2 separate regions of the Zea mays genome follow, and region 1 is linked to region 2. Evidence: chromatin contacts called from public Hi-C data. All regions are on one chromosome and are shown on one strand. Each heading gives the region's core, a stretch centred on a gene start, on an enhancer-like site or on the middle of the called end of the contact. The rest is flanking DNA. Distances are from core to core; before and after follow the strand shown. Region 1 has its middle 48 kb from the start of LOC100278031. Region 2 holds the start of LOC100383536 (putative STRUBBELIG family receptor protein kinase).

Region 1 (3,241 bases), core at 249-2,748, 90 kb before region 2:
TTAACATTCTCTTGATATTAGTCAAACTGAAATAAATGAGGGGCAAATGATAGAATTAATATAGTTTAGTCTACTTTAGTCATCACTTAAGGAACTAGAGACTAAAATAGTTTAGTCACTGTTTTAATCTAACTGTTTGGCAATTTAGGAACTAATGAGACTAAATTAAATAGACTAATTTTTAGTAAGGCCTTACTATGACATAATATTTTAAGTTAATGGCCGATCGCAACTTAATCTCCCATGCGCTGTAAATGTAATGTGCCAAGGTACATGTATACAAATTACCAAATGCGTACAGTACTAGTGCATCCATTGTCTTTTATTTTTGTACGCGCTTGCACTGCACAGTCATGTTCTGGAGAATCAGTGATTATGCTGTTCGTGTGACTGCTGGATGGCCAGTGGCGAGGGCCCGTGGTTCGAACTTCGTTGAGGGCTTCCTGTACTGTACGCCTGTACCTGCAGCTAAGAATGTCTTCAACGAGTTAAATGATTATGTACTCTAAATTTAACGTATGAAACATTAGCTATCGTTTTTAACAAGATACTAGATCGGTAAAATATAAATTGTCTACGGCGAACGAACGCTAAATGTAGAGGGTCTTCGTGCGCGTGCTATCCGTCGGCTCAGCCTAGAGCCCGCTCTTAAATTGTTGTTCGTCTCAGCGGTTAATTTTAATCTTTTTTGTGTAAACCTAATGGTAGCAACACTTTTGCTAACTGAGATTATTATATTAGTATTATCAGTTTATATCCAATACGTATATAGACATGGACATAGACGGTAGTTTTTTCGTTATGAAAAACGATTACTAATGTAGGTTGCAAAATGCAATTATTATAATCATGTTCCTAATTCATTTTTTATAGCGTAGAAAGAATTGTTTTTATTGCATATACGAATTGGGAAAAAATAATACAAATGTCTCGTAAACTATTTGCTTAAATATGAACTAATATTAACTTCACTATAAAATCAATATGTACTGTATAGCGTATTTTAATTTCTCAACATATGTAGTGTTGTTTTAACTACCGATAAACAATATATTTGTGAAATGAAATCAGTAAACATTATAGATATAGAGGACCGGAATTAAAAGATGTTGTTGAAGATAATAAAAATATAGATAATGTAATCTTTTAGAGCGTACTATAAAAGGAAGAAGAATATTTTTAGATGATAATTTAGTCTAAATCCACGAGCAAAGTCGAGCGAGAGTGGGCCAAGGCGACGGAAAGGAACGGCTCGTCGGCCGCGCTTGCCGCCAGCCACCGCCGTCGCAGTCGCAGGGCGGTGTGGCTTTCTGCTTGCTGTTGCACTCGAATGGTGAAACTTCGCCCTCTGACTATTACCTATGTCTTTCCTATGATTGTTCTGTCCTCCAAAAGAAAATTGTTGATGTGAATGAAAGACGGAGCAGTACTATCCTGTACGGAAGCATAGGCGACGGGCGAAAAGAGGAAAACGTGCACCGACGATCCGCACGCGAACGCTGCCAAACTCCAAATGGATCCATCCGAGCTCTACGTCAGCAGGGCCCCCACTCCCCTGTTCGGCTGCCCCCAGTTCCATCATCAATTGTGCCGCGCGGGGATAATAAAAAAAATTGACAACGACCCGCAAATCCAGAAGCCGCACACCACATTTTCAGAACTTGGTTGGTTCCCTGAGCAAAATTCAGTTTGTGTCACGTAAAATGTTGAATGCCAATTATGGATAAATATAGAATAATTATAAAATTGATTGCACAAATAAAGATTACTCCTAAATGACAAAACTGATTTATTATGGTTAATCAATCCATGATTAATTAGCAAATGTTTACTAGCATAATACGAGCGGATCATGCATTAATTATGTTTAATAAATTTGTCTCGATGTTTAGTCTTTATCTCTGTAATTAGTTTTACAGTTAGATTATATTTAATACATATAATTGGTATTCAAACATCATATGATAGAGACTAAATTTTAGTAAGAGGAACCAAACACCTCCTACTCATGGGCCTTTCCCCACAAATTCCAACTCCTTTTCCCGCGTTGATGCGGAGGTGATAATAGTTAATAATACAAATTAAACAACAACATAAACAAATATCAACAATTCTAGTTCTCATGTTGTAACACCTAAAATTCTACTTTAGAATTTATAAGTAAAAATGTCCCAAAATAAATATATTTCGTAAATAAAGGACTAAAATAAAAGATACTTAGAAATTAAATTATAGAAGAATTATGAGTTAAATTCTTCTTTTGGGATAAAATAATTGAAGATATTCTCTAGATAGGTTGAGATAAAACTACCCTTTAGTATAAAATTATGTAATAATAGATGAGACATATGATTTAGGTATATAATAACAAGAAGATTTCTCATGTGTTTTAAAACAAGTGGGATATTCCTTTTATTAACTATGTAGTTTAAAATATGCATGAATAAACAAATATTAAAAGAATAAACAAAATATTTATGCAAAACATGTTCTGATGCGTTTTAGAATTTTGAGGTGAACTAGAATCAAATTCGAATTTGAAATATAAAAAGGAAAAAAGAATAAAGAAAAAGGAAAAGGAAAAGCTTACCTTCACTGGGCCACTTCCTCATCCCATGGCCCAACTCGGCACACACCCGCGTGGCCCAATCCACTAACGCGACACCGACCGCATGGGCCCGCTTGACAGTTGAACCACCGTGTCACTCTCCCTGACGGGTCTAGCTCGTTCATCAGAGATCGTATCCACACGCGCGCCTGCCCGTGCACCTGCTTCTGTCGCACGGACCCACCTATCGGTCTCGCTCGTGCTAGCTCGATTGGTGCCGTCATCGAGCAGTGGGACGTCCTGTCATCCCTGCCGCGACCACCTCGCTCAACAAACTCGCGCGCGTGGTCGGGCGAGGCCACGATTCTCTCACAGATCCAGGGTTCCATTGTCGCCACCTTTTGGGGGCCTTCTTCTTCGCCGAAGGTCCTCTAAGCAAAAACACCTTTGGCAAGGCCATATGCAAGCAGGCACAACACGAAGGTATATGCCGAAACTGTAATCAAGGGAGCTTCGGCATGATGACACGACTGAGACGAAGGGCATCACCGACTTAAAAAAAAAGGAAAAGACTGCTTAGTTCCTGATGATTTGTGTCATGATTAGTTATCAGGGTTATAAATGTAATTTTGACCGGGTTGTGTCCCGTGCCTATAAATAGGTGAACAGTACCCCCGTACTATTCACGCTGAC
Region 2 (3,273 bases), core at 344-2,843:
GATTATAATCCCAACAAACACCCCCTAACATTTAGTTTAAAATTTATTGAATTATATAATTTAGACAAATTATAATCTCAAACAACCACCCTCTTAGTCCCAGCAATTTAGTATTTTAGTTGTACATCAAATATACTCAACGGGATCAGGAAGAAAAAAATGTGCAATGCTACCAATGTACGTACTCCCTCTCTCCCCTATCTAGAAAACAATGGAAAACTCGCTTTCTAAACAGCAAACGACTCATGGGTAGTGAGTTCGGGGTATTTCGGGTACCGGAGGATGGTAGCCGAATTATCTAAATTAATTTGGGTTTTTAAAGTTGTTATCTGAAATTCTTAAATAAAAATCGGGTTCGGATAATTTAGGTTTAGGTAGCGGATTACGGTTTTTTTGCCCCCTACTCTTTTAAACTAAGGAGAGTGTGAGGGGCATTCAGCCAGAGTTCTTCCTTTCTCTCGTTCTCACACTTCTCTTTATAACACGCTTCCAAGAGCAATACAACGATCAACACTACACTGGACGTAGGGTGCGAGTCTAAACCAGTATAATCCTCTCTAGTCACTTAATTCATCACTCGGTGTGAGTCCACGCTAGCCTCCTCCACCGAACATAAATTATATTGTTTCTCCGATTTCTAAAACCACGGCAATATTTAATTGCTTATAGCTGAATTATTATTTAAAAGTGTACACTAATTTAAAACCCGTGAGTGATTCGAAATCCACCTAAACCCGACAGGTTCGGTGAGAGTTTGGAATTGCACTCGTAGATATGATTATAGGTGGGTTTAAGGGTGCGTTTGGTTGCGGGACAGCCAGGACAGAGACGTCCCCTGACGTCCTCTCTTATTCCTCTAATTTTGAGAGATAACTGTGGACAACACTTGGATAGTCCTGTCCCAGCCACTGACCCTAAACCAAACAACCTTATTTGAGGGATCATCTGGTTCCATCCATTCTGTCAATGCAACCAAACACACCCTAAATAAACTCACAAGTATGATCGTGAGCGGGTTTTTAGTTCAGCTGACCCGTTTCCATCCCGTTGATACGATGACAAGATAAAAAAAACTCGTTCGTTGGATAAAGTGAGCAAGGGAAAGAAAGGCGTTACAGTTGGCGCTTTTCTTTGGTGCACAAAGGAAAGAATATGACTGCGGGAGATAACTGAGGGAGTGGCTGCAGGTACTTTTGTACTGGTGTAATAGACCCTATTTTAAATAGATTAGAACTACTTGTTATCTATGACTTAAAAATATCTAGCTAAAAATTAGTGAACTACTTGAGTAGTTGTTAGCTCTTAATAGTTGAGTTCATACTGGTTGTTAGCTATTAATAGCTGAGTTCTATGAACTAATAAACTATTACTCCAGTTGTTTAGGACTTCAAGTAAACTTTTTAGTAAAATTTGATTAACTAGTTGGGTACATTTGTCGTAAAAAAAGCTTTCCCTCCACTGCTTTCCTCACCACCGCTCACCTCACCAGTCAGCACTCCCACACAGTACCCACCCTTTCTCTCTCCATCTTTTCACGCCCGTTGCTTGCTCCCCCACGCTTGACGCTCCCCCATCCCTCCTCCGCTGCCTTTCTCTCACTTCGCCGCCACTCCCAGTCTCTCTCTATCTCTCCACTCCTTACAGCTAGATTCTAGAAGCCAACAAAAACAGACGGGGGCAGAGCGTAAGGGGAGAATCGTGCTCCGGGAAAGCAAACCTCAGAGAATCCACCTCTCCCCCACCCTCTCTCTCTCTCTAGATCTACGCAAGCCGCCTCGGTATCCGCGATCGCCACCGCCCGCGGCGGCTGATGCGTCCGTGCTGCTGCGCGGAGGTGGCGCTGCGCTGTTAGCTGGCGCGAGAGTTCGTCCGGCCCCCGACCGAGTGATGGGGGCGGCGGGGGGCGGCCGGTGCGTCCGCCTCGGGGCGGCGCCGGTCCTCGTCCTGCTGCTGATCGCCGCTGCCACATTGCCGCGGCTGGCGCGCGCGGTCACCGACGCCGGCGACGGTAACCCACCCTGCTCTGCTCGCTTCTTGTCTCACTTCCTCCGCTTGATTGTAAGTTGGCAGTTTGCACGCACCAGCTGCCTGCACGGGCTGCCGACTGGTTCGTGGTCGCTTGCATGTTTGTCTGGTTGGGTTTCGCTGTTTGCGCGGTGAAGTGATGATTGGAGTTTACTGTTGCTGAGGGTGATGGAATTCGGATGCGTACTGACACTATAAATCAGATGATTTGATTTTGGTGGTGTAGTACTGTTGCACTGCGGATTAGGTGGGTGGGTGCTGAGAAATGTGAATTGAATTTTGCTGAGCTGGTTGATTCAGCCGTTTTGGTAGCGCGGGTTCACAGCGTACTGATTTCGTACCTGAGGGGTTGATGGAGGCGTTGAATTCGTGCTCGCATGCCTGCGGAAGCAACCAAAGTGATGGATGATACGCGGCAATCGGCTTGTGCTTTTCGGCCTTGGGATTGAGAGCGATGTTTATGGTCCTGGAAGGATTTGGTGGCATCGGCTTCCTGTGTTATGAATTTGTTGTCGTCATCCGTGGATAGCAACGGGGGAGGAGCGCGACTGCTTCCTAGAGATTCAGTGGCTGTTGAAAATAGTCAAGGACAAATAGATGTGTAGTGCAATTTTTTGAAGGCTGCCGTGGTACATTGGGAACTTTGATCTTGGTGGAGCACTTGAGCTTATAGTCTCATCAGACTCTCAGGAGTTGGTAAATGGTGTACACACAGGATGAGCTTAGAGTGGCAGAGAGCCGGATTTCTGGTGAATGGCAAAAGACCAAATGACTGCTTTCGCGGGCAATGCGCTCAGTACCTGTTTCAGACAGAGGTCTTGGCAGCAGAGAGTTGAGTTAATACAAAATGTAAATGACTAATGAGGATTAGTTCATGACAGTGTGCTCCATACATGTTATATACAGTTCTGAATTTTGTTAGAAGTAATTGGAACCTTTAACGAATAAAGCCCTTTGGTATGCATGTAGATTGCTTGATTAAGTATGGTTGCATACTGAGGCATTTGTTGTGTTTATTATGCCTCATCATCAATGTTTTCAAATTGCTCGATTAACCAACTCATCGACAAATCGGCCCTTGGACATCGATTAGGTGAAGCAATTCAATTAGTTTTCCTAGTCACTGGTTGCTTGACCAGATGACCAATCATTGACTAGCCACAACCAGTTGGTGCTTTCTAGTCGAACAATCAGCCTGTAGAAAGCAACTTGGGCTTCAGCAGGTCAGTTGGGTAGCATTCAAGGACC

What was found. Hi-C and Micro-C count contacts between places; a contact is called where the count stands out from the background.
Region 1: a Hi-C map of ear shows a contact between it and region 2, with 2.4 times the contacts expected there. The contact joins the enhancer-like site here to the promoter of LOC100383536 in region 2. A contact is called at or near these places in 6 of 25 Hi-C or Micro-C datasets (bundle sheath, ear, leaf and 1 more).

What each region holds. Positions count from the first base shown.
Region 1 is chr5:89,922,173-89,925,413 of Zm-B73-REFERENCE-NAM-5.0, reverse strand. No RefSeq gene overlaps it. Among protein-coding and RNA genes, the nearest start is that of LOC100278031, 48 kb to the left of the region's middle. Within about 2 kb of position 1,498, at least 16 of the 20 cell types and tissues checked have an H3K27ac peak or open chromatin away from gene starts, as enhancers often do. A contact at or near this core is called in bundle sheath, ear, leaf and 1 more, where this site is marked.
Region 2 is chr5:89,832,034-89,835,306 of Zm-B73-REFERENCE-NAM-5.0, reverse strand. It overlaps LOC100383536 (putative STRUBBELIG family receptor protein kinase), which reads left to right and starts at 1,593. Exons shown (of 17, transcript NM_001176184.2): 1 at 1,593-2,008. The coding sequence starts at 1,888.